Regions from separate parts of the Salvelinus alpinus genome. Here region 2 is linked to region 1. Evidence: chromatin contacts called from public Hi-C data. All regions are on one chromosome and are shown on one strand. The core of a region is the stretch at or near the end of the contact, and the rest is flanking DNA. Distances in the headings are between cores, read along the strand shown.

The links. Hi-C and Micro-C count contacts between places; a contact is called where the count stands out from the background.
Region 2: a Hi-C map of muscle shows a contact between it and region 1, with 18 times the contacts expected there. The contact joins the promoter of LOC139543735 here to the promoter of LOC139543690 in region 1. A contact is called at or near these places in 2 of 3 Hi-C or Micro-C datasets (liver and muscle).

The regions. Positions count from the first base shown.
Region 1 is chr18:10,606,495-10,612,884 of SLU_Salpinus.1, forward strand. LOC139543690 (spliceosome-associated protein CWC27 homolog) reads left to right here and starts at 3,822. Exons shown (of 14, transcript XM_071350007.1): 1 at 3,822-4,095; 2 at 4,244-4,340; 3 at 4,566-4,678; 4 at 4,875-5,018; 5 at 5,116-5,214; 6 at 5,345-5,448; 7 at 5,565-5,634; 8 at 5,748-5,827; 9 at 5,944-5,980; 10 at 6,133-6,308. The coding sequence starts at 4,054. It overlaps srek1ip1 (SREK1-interacting protein 1), which reads right to left and starts at 3,622. Exons shown (of 5, transcript XM_071350008.1): 1 at 3,262-3,622; 2 at 1,718-1,765; 3 at 1,366-1,524. The coding sequence starts at 3,274.
Region 2 is chr18:10,765,832-10,772,372 of SLU_Salpinus.1, forward strand. It overlaps LOC139543735 (A disintegrin and metalloproteinase with thrombospondin motifs 6-like), which reads right to left and starts at 5,042. Exons shown (of 25, transcript XM_071350101.1): 1 at 4,582-5,042; 2 at 1,920-2,440; 3 at 1,011-1,411. The coding sequence starts at 2,022.

The DNA of each region.
Region 1 (6,390 bases), core at 2,572-5,071:
ATTTTAGTCATATTAATGAAATTCGAGCCAAGTCACAAAGATATGACCATTCTAGTCTATCAAAATCTTTTTCTGCATCGAGAGATAAACCAAAGCTCTTTGGGCTGTTCTATGATGAAGCTTGTAAGATATGTAATAGACGACAGATGTTAACCTTAGGATAATATTTGGTCCGGATGTACCAATTTGGGTAAGGTGCAAGACAGGACGAGAGAATTTTGGAAAAAAGTTTCATATCTATGTTTAGCAAATGAGAAGACTGGGTGTCTTACCTTTTTTATATATATATATATATATATATATATATATATATAAATAAAAGGGAAATTAGTGCTGTTCTTACATTCCTTACAAATGAATCTTTGTAAACGACTGTGTTAATCATTTCAAGCAACAGTGGACCTAATTGGTTCCAACATTTTTAATAGAGCTCAGGAGGAATACCATCCCAACCAGGTGATGTGCCTTTATTGATGTTATCTAATGCCCTTTTAAGTTCATGGAAAGAGATTTGGGCTCCCAGCAAGCCCGGCTTCCTCAACTGAGAGAAGATGAGTTCTTAGATCCTTTAAACGGGAATCAATCTGGCTTGCTGTGGATTTACAAATCAGGTGTACAATTCTTTATAGAAACGGGAGATTCTTTAGTTGATTAATTTGGCTTCGGATAGTAATTCACCTGATTCAGATTCAATCGTTGCAATATCCAGTAAATGATCATTACTGCAAAGCTTTTTAGCCAGTAGATGACTGGGTTAATTACCATGGATGTAATGGTTGAGTCTAACTCGATGGATGGCAAATTCAGATAAACGCAGTTGTATTGTTTTTAATAACGCCTTTGATGGCGTCCCATAAAATGTGAGGATCCTCGACTGAATTTTTGTTAATAATTACGAATTCATTCAGTTCAGTTTCAAATTGGTCACAGAAAATTTGGATTTTGTAGTTAGGAAATATTAAAGCGCCATCTTGTGGCTCTTGTAGGAGAATCTGGAATTTGTATCTGGCAGTAGTAAGCATGACGATTAGATACGCTCATATGTCAAATTTCTATTTTCTTGAATAAAGAAAATAAAAGCGTAGGCACGTCATAGTACTAAATCAATTCGGGAGAATGTTTTGTGCCTGTTTGAATAGAAAGTGCACTCTTTTGCTTTAGGGTTATGAGCTCGCCAGGCATCAATGAGGTAGTAATCAGAGAGTACATGATGAGCCTTGGTTGCTTGTGGATTGTAGTTGGTCTCATTAGATTTGTTCCATATGTCCAGAATGGCATTCATGTCTGTACCAATAACCAGTTGGAATTCAGTTCATTCTAACAACATGCTGAGCAGAGATTCCAAAATGTAAAAAAAGTTTTGACCTTTTGAGTCTTTTCCATCCCGACCCAGCTTGTCATTAGACAGATCCTCCTGCTCGTCCTCTGTACTCTCTTCGCTGCTTGTACTGCTTACGTCTAGGACAATGTCTTTCCGGGGGTCCACACGCACAAAGTTACGGCACTCGAACGTCAGGTGGCCCGCTGATAAAATGACCAGAGTACAAAAGTGAGTGAAGAAGGAAAGTACTTTAGAATGAAAGTGTATCTAGCACAGAATGATTATGGCACACTCAGGGGTCAGGGGACAACAACAAACATTCTGGAACTGTATTCACAAGGCTTGAATATGTAGAGTTAGACTAGAGACATAATAAAAGCAATAAAGATGACTTACGGTAACCACATTTCTTGCACCCAGCTCTGATGTTGTCCTTATTGGGACCTGCAAATGAAGTGAAAAATGAAATCATTGTGAAATGGGACAATTTATTGCTTTGTTGAAGTCTCGCAAAAACGTAGGCCTGTATATTCTGATTCCTTCTTATACTGAACATAAATATAAACGCATTATGCAAAAAATGTATAAGACTTTACTGAGTTACAGTTCATATAAGGAAATCAGTCAATTGAAAAAAGTGTATTAGGCACTTATCTTTGGATTTCACATGACTGTTGGTCATAGATACCTTAAAAAAAGGCTAGGGGCATGGATCAGAAAACCAGTCAGTATCTGGTCTGACCACCATTGTCCTCATGCAGCGCAACACATCTCCTTCGCATAGTGTTGATTGTGGCCTGTGGAATGTTGTCCCACTTTTCAATGGCTGTGCGACGTTTCTGGATATTGGCGGGAACTGAAACACTCTGTCGTACACGTCAATCCAGAGCATCCCACACATGCTCAATGGGTGACATGTCTGAGTATGCACAGGCCATGGTAGAACTGCTTCCAGGAATTGTGTACAGATCCATGCTACGTGGGGCCGTGTATTATCATGCTGAAACATGAAGTGATGGCGGCGGATGAATGACACGACAATGGGCCTCAGGATCTCGTCAAAGTATCTCTGTGCATTCAAATTGCCATCGATAAAATGCTAATTGTGTTGTTTGTCCATAGCTTATGCCTGCCCATACCATAACCTCACCATGGAGCACTCTGTTCACAACGTTGACATTAGCAAACCGCTCACCCACACAATGCCATTTACAGGGTCTGCGGTTGTGAGGCTGGTTGGACAGACTACAAATGTATCTAAAACGGTGTCTTATGGTAGAGAAATGAACAATTCTCCGGCAACAGCTTTAGTGTGGGCATTCCTGCAGTCAGCATGCCAACTGCGAGCTCCCTCTAAACTTGAGACATCTGTGGCGTTGTGTGACAAAACTGCACATTTTAGAGTGCCCTTTTATTATCCCCAAAGGTGCACCTATGTAATGATCATACTGTTCAATCTGCTTATGTATTATACCACACCTGTCAGATTGATGGATGACCTTGGCAAAGGAGAAATGCTCACTAACAGTGATGTAAACAAATTTGTGCACACAATTTGAGAGAAATAACCTTTTTGTACGTACAGAACATTTCTGGGATATTTTATATCAGCTCATGGAACACGGGACCAACACTTTACATGTTGCGTTTATATTTTTGTTCAGTGTATATGATTCACATTGAGATAACATAACACAGCTGTTATCAGACGAATGGAGAGACTAAAATGCCATACACAGAATATTATCAAAATAACACTAGCTAGCTATTTAAAACAATGAACACAATCATACCAGCCAATCGGATCATAGTTGCTAGGCTAGCTAACTAGCAGTCCATAAGTTCTGCCAAAAAGGCAACTATAAGATAGTTATAGCTAGCTACCTCCAATTTCCATTAAAATATTAATACCGAGGAGTCTTATGTTAGATCAAACATACCTGGTGCAGCCATTATCACACTTTATTGCAAAAAAACAACAACCTTGTTGCGTTGATAAATTTCGAACCACTTCCCTGTGGGTCCTCTACAAAACAGGTCCGGTAGGAAACATAAAATGGTTAGTGGTAAGTATCATCTTTGGTAAAAATAATTATAATAATTAAACACATTTGGAGCTGATTTGACTGACTACTTGAGAAATAATTCGCTCATACTAATATTTCTGACTCTCTTATTTTTTCAGAAAACTTTCATAATTAAAGTTCTCTCGATATAAATTCGTCAGCCTCCCTTTAGCTAGCTAGCTAAGTCAAAATAACACTAGCTAGCTAGCTACTGTTCTGTATAACGTTTTAGGGGGGCGGGGAGAGGGTTGATCGCAATGTAACACACGGACCAAACCACACATTTTAGGGGTGTATATGGAAATGATAATCCATCAATGTTTTAACAGATGTATATTTACGACATATTTTCATACACATATTTAATAAGTTCATTGATATTTGACATATCACCCTTCAAACAAATATTAGGGAAACTGCTTCCACGCATCGACTTGGTAAATGCCGCTCACACCCCATTGCCTCGAGGTAAACAACGCATTCATGGTTTAACAACATGGCGGTTCAGTGAGCTGTGCGTGCGACACATATAGATATTAATCTCTAATTTGCAGTCTTTGCGAAGTACTTAGTGCTGCATTTTCGGGAAAATATATTTTTTTATACTGCTGAAAAGATAGATAACAGATTTTCGGTGTCGAGTTGTCCGTTAACGTCACCGACAAAATGAGCAACATTTACATTCAAGAGCCTCCAACAAACGGAAAGGTGAGCGCGAGCTTGCATGTCAGGGGTCCTGTAATTAGTTCCTCTGAAGATCACAGTCTGCACGAAGTACAGTAAGCTGGCTAGCTAACGTTCTGCCAAGCAGGCATGTGGCCTTGGTATAAAGTGATATGATATTCTACCTTCTCAGGTTCTGATCAAGACCTCAGCTGGTGACATCGATATTGAGCTGTGGTCCAAAGAGGCACCCAAGGCCGCCAGAAACTTTGTCCAGTTATGCATGGAAGGTAAGGATTGAGTGCCTGATTTATATCTACTAGCAGGTTAAAATGTTAGGTCACTCAACAATACTGATGTACTTATAATGTATACTCAAAATCTTGGTTAACCCAGATCTAAAATCTTGCGGAATTCTGTCCGATTTTGTTTAGTCTGTCCTCAAGAGATTAGTATACTCACCATTTCACATTGCACACCAGCTTATTGTAAATGTGTACTGTTCTCTTCCACAGGCTACTATGATGGAACACCATTCCATAGAGTGGTGCCAGAGTTCATTGTCCAAGGAGGAGATCCCACAGGATCCGGGACGGGGGGAGAGTCCGTCTATGGACGCCCATTCAAGGTTAACTTTCACTGTCTCCATCACCTTATTATCTCGCATCATGGTCACCCAGAAAACGTATAGGCTAGTTATAAACTCAACTTTTCTACATGAAACCTTTGTCAGCTCACCCATTACTATGGTTTCAGACTTCCACTAACAATGAGACAGTGGGGCTGATTCTTGTTTTGCTGTTGGTTCTGTCCCCCGTTCCCAGGATGAGTTCCACTCCAGACTGCGTTTCAATAGACGTGGTCTGGTTGCCATGGCCAACGCAGGGCCCCATGACAACGGCAGCCAGTTCTTCTTCACCCTGGGTCGGGCAGATGAGCTCAACAACAAACACACCATCTTTGGAAAGGTAAAACGCCAAAAGAAGATCAATGCATCTTTATGTCTGGAAAGCTTTTAGTATGCCGCATTTGTCCTGTAAGTTCATCTTCCTTTCCCCAATGCAGGTGACAGGTGACACAGTGTACAACATGCTCAGGTTATCCGAAGTGGAATGTGATCAGGAGGAAAGACCTTTAAATCCACACAAGATACGAACCACTGAGGTATGTATGTCTTGTTATGGGTTTACATCACACAATAATATTTTATCACTTTGACCATTCATTTGTTTTACATGTTTTTCCAATTCTGTACACTCTGTTACTTAAAGTTTTTTTTAATGTCTCCCTGCAGGTGTTACATTCTCCCTTTGATGACATCATTCCACGTGAAAGAAGAAAATCCAAAAAGGATGAAGACAAAAAAGAGGGAAAGAAATCTCAGTCCAAAGCAACAAAGTAAGTGTTTAATTGACTATTATACACACTTTCTCTGCTCCTCAATCTGTTGCTGACTCGAAAGCGTGGTACTGTATTTATGAACAGTCGGACTCTGGACCTATTTATTTTGTCAGGAACTTCAGTCTGTTGTCATTTGGAGAGGAAGCCGAGGAGGAAGAGGAAATGGTAACTCAAGTCAGCCAGGTAATTAGAACATGAGCAGTCTCATTGTTATTCTGCGCTTCAAATCAAACTCGCCATCTTTATGCCATCAGTGTCAATCAGATACATTACACACATTGTTTCTTTTCATCCAGACACTGAAGGGGAAAAGCAAAAGCAGTCATGACCTGCTGAAGGATGATCCGCTGCTGAGCTCTGTCCCAGCGGTCAACAAGTAAACACTAAGATACCGTAGAGACACCATGCTCTGCTGCCTCAACTTATCCTGTTTGGAGAATGAATGAATATATTATTCATGTTTTTCTGAATCTATTTGTCTTGTGTTTGAAGGAAAAAAGCCAAAGGTGGAGCTGGAGAAGCAGCAGAGGTATGCTCTTATTCCTTCATGTGGTCTGTTCAATCAACACACCATGCACCACATTAATAATGCACTCCGTTCCACTTGTTGGGAAGCACCTTTTCTCTTGAGTGTTCTTCATGCCTTCTCTCCTCTCTCTCTCATCTCTCTCTTGTATTCAGGGTGAGGATGATGAGGCTGCGGAGGGGGATGCGAATGGTGACGAAGAGGAGTATGACTCTGACGAGAGGCAGGAAATGAGGGAGAGGATCTCTAAGAAGCTGAAGAAGATGAAGGAGGATGAGAAGAAGAGTACCGAGCCCAGCGAGGAGGACAGAGGAAAGAGGGCCAACCGCAGGTAGATTACACTAAAATGACATTCCATACGGCCACTTTTGCACCTTTTTATTTGGGGAATGTTGTTTCATCTAATAGCGTTG
Region 2 (6,541 bases), core at 3,792-6,291, 160 kb after region 1:
GTACTGCTGCTAATTCCGTTCATCAGCTCCGGAGGTCTACGTCACCGGCCTTCTAGGCGTCACTCAACTGGATTCATTACCACCAACCCCGGACTGTCTTGTCCCATTACGCACACCTGGTTCCCATTCCCCCTGATTAGTATATTATATATGTGCCCTCTGTTCCCCATTGTCCTTGTCGGTTATTGTTACCATGTCCGTTGGTCCTGTGAGTACCTGTGCTGTTGTATCGGCTTCCATGCTACGTGTATTTGTGCACTTGTTTTACGGGTCTCGTCCCGTGTATTATTTAGAAGTTTACACCTTGCTCTTATGTTTGGGTGGAGAAAAAAAAAAAACTATTACGTATTCCTGCGCCTGTCTCCAATCACTAACATGACACAATTAAACTTAAAACTTCAATTTCTTTCTCTGCTGTCAACCAAATCTTGCTTAGGACCCCAAAAGGGATCATGTTTTTATGACCTTGGGTCCCAGGAAAACACAGAATTTCTCAATTTTCCCAGGCTGAAAAAGTCTAAGAACCCCTGCTGTAGAGAGCTTTCCCCATTAGCCTTAACCTACTATGCCCTATCCTAAGCGGCACTGTGCCAGGTGGAAGGAGGCCAACATGCTATTTAGCAAACTCCACTCTGTCTAATCCTGTGACAGTAGAGCTGAGGGTTTGTCTGAGGTAGCCAGACCAAAGAGAAGGCATAGTATTAACTCTCTGTGACTGGTCAATGGGGGCCTCCTGGCCTCCTCACAAAACAGATCCTTAAGTACTCAAAGAATATTCAAACACACTCAAATATCCACAAATACATTCAGACATACTCTAAACAAAAGTCACAGAAACCCATAAAGGGGAGTAGAGTGGTGGTGGGTGTTCTACTTGGAAACAGACAGATCGTGTTGTCCTCTTTTCCATCCCTCCATCACACATTTCAATACCCTGATTGGCTACAGTAGCTTCCTTCCAACACACACCCAAACCAAACACATCAACTCCAGAATCCCATGGTACTCACCAAGCCCTTACAGTTACTGAGTGCTACTCTGGTGGAGCTGTACTGATCCTGCAGGTATCCTACATAGTGGCAGTTCTCCACCATGTCATGTCTCCACTCCAGGCCTTCTCTCCCCCAGTACTCCACTGTGAAATGTTTGGACACCAGCTGGGGGTTGAGGGTCAAGTTTAAGTGAAAGTGCTTTCCGTAAGCAGACAGTCTGTAGAAGACTCGGGTCTGGGCCGGGTCCTGTTCGACGTGGTCGGTTGACTCTGGGCCGACGGTGGTGCTGGTTGGGTCGGCGGTTCGTCTCCTGCGACCGGGCCGGTGGTGTTTCACAGTGTAGCTGAGGAAGTCCCCATTCTCGTCCACCTGCATCGGCACAGTCAGCTGGTAGTGCTGCAGGTAGGACAGGTACTCCACTTTTACAGAAAAGAACAGATGGGGAGAGATGAGCCGTTGGAGGAGGGGTGTACAAGGAGGAAAGAATGAGGAAGAGAAAAATGAACACAGAATGTGAATCTGAGTAAGAACCTTGATACACTACAGTAAGAAGTGACATATTTAAGACAATGGGGGTCCTCCAGCCATTACAGAATATAACAGGACTACACACTACAGATAGTAGAACTCATAGAATGTAGAATGTCTATGGTGGAACTCAGACAGACAGGACAGACATGACCTCACAGTGTTCCAGAGCTAGCAGGTTGTGCTCTACAGTGGGTTCATCCCTCTAAAATAACAGTCAGGCCAGGGCCACCAGATGTTACAGATGTCTCACTGACTGACCACTGACCATGAGCAGCAACCAAGCATACACCTGCCTCACCGGGAGGACAAATCCGTTTCTCTCAAGGAGAGCAGTTCTAGCACCTTGGCTGCAATCAAGCAAGTTAAGATGTACAATTAAGCAATGAGCAGTCCTACCTTGTGAGTTGTGCGAAAGTCTTTGAAATTCAGAGGAAGCCATGACCACCACCAGGCTCAATATCAATATACAAGTCAGCGTCTTCCGCAAAATTTCCATCATTCAGAGAAAGGTCTGACATGGGGTTGGGGGGAGGAGGGGTGAGGGGGGATGTGGTGCTACTGACGGGCTAGGAACACACGATCAGTCCGGCGTGCCTGGCACCATAACAAGCCCATGGTTTGGGTCCTCTGTGGGGGGGAATGTTCTCACTACTTCTTCTTCTCTTCTTGTCTCATCCAGGTCTCATCCAGAGAACGTCTCTGAGACACTCAGATTCCTCCTGAGGGCAGCAGACACTTCCAGACCTCACTGGCGTTTCCCTTGGAGCTCATGTCAGCCACTCATCATGGGAGGTGGTGATGCTAGAATCCATCGGTAGATCAGTCAGTCAGTCAGTCACTTCAAGCACGTCCACAGCAGCAGATCTATAGATCTAGATCTATATTGGAAGCTTGTCTTGACCAATCCATCTGCATACCTGTGAATACATCATTGCATAGTTCAATAAGCATACCTGCTACAAAACAACTAGTCTACACTCTTAGAAAAATCTAGAACCTAAAAGGGTTCTTCGGGTGTCCCTAGGAGAACCCTTTGATAAACCCTTTTGGGTTCCATGTAGAACCCTTTCCACAGAGGGTTATACATGGAACCCAAAAGAGTTCTACCTGGAACCAAAAAGCATTCTATTTGGAACCAAAAAGCATTCTACCTGGGGGAAAAAGGGTTCTCGAATCGGGACTGCCAAATAACCCCTTTGGAACCCTTTTTTCTAAGAGTGTACTTACTACATAGGCTAAACTTCTAATCTGCAAATTACAATTAGCCATGGAAAAAAGATGATGCCAAACGACTGCACAGCATATTCACCAACAGTACACTCCATGACAGAAATACCCTCCTCCTGTAGCCTGCTTACCCAGCATGCCATGGTTTGTGGTTAGCAGGATAGCGTTTTTCGTCATGAATCTTGTTCTGGAGGCAGCTCTGCAAAGTGGTCGCTAGCTGGCACGGCCACAAAGTCATACAATCTGATTTTAAACCGAACCTGAACCTTAACCCTAACCACACTGCTAACCTTAACCTTAAATTAAGCACATTTTGTGTTCATTAATATTTTCAATATAGCCCATTTTGACTTCGCAGCTGACTTAACTAACGGGAAATCGCTCAGTTCTGCCTCCAGGGCAAGACTCGTGACAATAAACGTCAACATGCATGTGGATAACGGTGTTTGTGACACCATACCATCTCCACAGCCTAAGGAGAAGTCAGTCTTTCAGATATTCCACAGCAAGTCACAACAACAACACGATGATCAAGTACAAAAGCAGCCCGTGCTTCGATGTCCGCCAGCCTCCTCAGTCAACACAGCACCTGTCTCTATAACAGGTTTAGGCATCTCTCTCCCACTGACTCTCTCTGCAGCCAGGAGCAAATCAAAAGATTAACGTTGCTCTCAGCAAGTCCTCTGTATGTGTGTGCGTGTGTAATAACGCATAAATAAAGGTGTTATAATAGTGTAACAACACACACATTTATCATTGAACCTATCCATCAATGAATGAATAAATCAATCACTTGTTCTATATTTCAAACCACTTACCGGATATTCTTCAAGAAAGAGAGGGTCACTCACTCACACAGCTCATAAACGGCATGTAATACTTTTAAAACCAAGTCCAGGCGAGGTTCCAAGTTTATGTCCAAGTGAAAACGCGTAAATTCCAGTAATCACCTCTGATCTATCGGATGTGCGTAAAGACAGTATGGGTGGTTATCTGTCTGTGGCTAGAATCCAGTGTTGGAAGCGGCGTGTTGCACCTTCTGTAAGCTCTATATAATGAACATCTAGCGGCACATTTCCAGACAGCAGCGCTACATCTACTTGGCCACTCCGTCTGACCCAGACATTTGGCACCCAGCCCGAATACATCAGACTACACGACCGACCGACCGACTGAAATAAAAAACATTTCACTGCTCCTTTCAAGTTAGTCTAGGAGGATATGTAATTCAACTACAACTGGAATATTCTACCAACAGTTCAACACTGTTCCTATGTTAGGGATTACAAAAAGAGTATGAAAACGCCGGGGATAATTATTGTTAGCTATTGTAGAAATGACAGACACTATCTCGCTCAAGTCATATGGGTTTGTTTGACGCCTTAACACACAGACAGAGACGGACCGTTCTTGCAGATGTGGACCTGTTTTAGTGAGTTACAAATGTAACAGTGCAGAGAAAGTTGGCTTAGACATCAAGCCAGTTTAAAGAGACACGTGATTTTTCTATAAACGCTGGAAGAAATAGTGGATCCAACTTTAACCAACATTTACTCACCAAACACTGTATGTGTAAAGAATTCCAAGTGCCTATTAGGGTTGTACTTTTTCACGTTTCATCTAGTTGTAATTTAGTTAAAATCACAAAATAGGTTTTCCAAAAGATGTACGCTACAATGTGAAAGATAAATCATTGGATTTTCTGTTAAAAAAAAGAAGAAGATGGTTAGCCTACATATTTGAAAGAAAATGGATCTGCGGCGGCTCCGTTAAAAGCGCATGAGAGACACACAGCATTCTCTAGTTGTGTCTATGGAGTGTTGATAGTTACCGTCCTCATCTTCATTGTCAGCGGCAAAGCCCAACGGTGGAGTGTAGAGTAACGTTACAGAGTGCAGACAATAGACTTCGCCTGCGCTGAAATTCCGTAGTAGCCAGATGACTTCTCTCCTCTGTCCATCACTTTTCGGTTTATGCCATTCTCTATATCCCCATGAGAGAGAAAACAGAGGAACATAAATGTCTTAGCAGAAAAGTCTATCCCCAAGAATAACTTTTAAACTAACTCCAAAATAAGGATACCTAATTCATAGCTCAATTGTCCTCTTTAAAATAGACTTGGTGTGTTATCTGAGTTGTTATTTTAGATAACGCAGGTAGTATGCTGCACAATAATAACAAATAGTCTACATCTAGGACAGTGTATGCAACACAGCTAAATTGAGTTGAAGTAGCAGCCTTTAATACGGTATACCCGGTCTGGAACCATCGCCAAGTTCTGAGCTGCTTCAAATTGGCAGCTTTTTCAGGCTGGGAGGTTCAGCTGACGTCATTGCAGATGTGCGTATTCTAACATCAGCTGTGCGCATGTTCCGATCTAATATCACGTGCGGGGGGGGTTGGGGGTACAAATAGGTTGCAGGTACTTCTCTTTTCCAGAACCTATAAGCACAAAGTGTAGCATAATTGACAGTTTTTTGCCAACTATCACAGTAGAAAAAATTTGGCATACTTTAAAGTGTCTATTGCAACGAAGTTATACACAGGTGTAGAAAAACACTATTTTTTCTGTGGATGTTTGGTTATTAGGAGACCTAGCTAACATATAGTAGTGAAATTGGTCAACTTTAATAGTCTGCCCTAGACCTTGGCCTCTTATGGTATACCATCTATAGTGTACAATATGTACATCTCTACAGGCCAAATTTTTGACAAAGCTAACAATATCCTGCATTTATTCTTGTTATGGAATAATAGATATGGTTTAAATAAACGTATATTGTCTACCTAGTAAAACAATTATTTGCTCCAGTGCTGTTGCTGAAATGCACCGGTGACTAAGTTGGCCTAGGAAAAAATGAGATGAGTCAAATAAGCAAAGCTGCAATTTTGCAGAATGTAGTGTGTAACCTACTTAAGAAGGAGAATCACTCTGACGATGAACACAGAACTATTTGAAGGATTGTTGCGCCTTCTTGTGTTCAAAAACTATATAGCAACTTTGAGCCATTATCAACTGCAGTAATAAATGATAAAGAACTGTATTTTTCTTAATCTCAGAAACTCATCTTGTCCTTTTTATTTCACCTGTACTTATTGTCTTGTTAATTGTGGTATTTGATGTGGGTTCTCTCATTGTGGGTTTGATTGAATTCCAGGCTAAATTGGAGTTGAAATGTAAAAAAAGACGACATGTGCTGTCTTTGCCACCTTGGCCTGTCTGAGAGGTGGTTTGAAAAAACGATTTAATAAACTGAAATGAAATAATTAATAAACCTGTTTGAAAAACTAAAATAGACTGAAACTATTATATTTGACTCCAAAACGAACTAAAATAAAATAAATCATGAATGATGTTCAGTTTTAGTTTTGGGTGGGCAAAAATCTAATTGGGTTTTACTTTTTTTTTTTCTAATCAGGATTTCAAGCTTCTGAATCTGGCATGTCACATTGAGAATGGACGTGTTTGGGAGCATCATAACGACTGCAGGCGACTGCTGACTGACTGACCTACAAGTCACCTTGCATCATAAATAACAACTCATTAGTATTTGAAGATCAGTCAGTCAGTCGAAATTTACCCATGAAACATTGCGGTTTTGATCATCTTGAACATAACCATTGACTTTATCATTTAAATGTAAACTCAACAAGATAATGTCTCCACAAGCAGCAGAGTGGGGTAACATCTCACAGCAAGAACTGGTAAATCTGGTGCAGTCCATGAGGAGGAGATGCACTGCAGTACTTAATGCAACTGGTGGCCACACACGGTATTGACTGTTACTTTT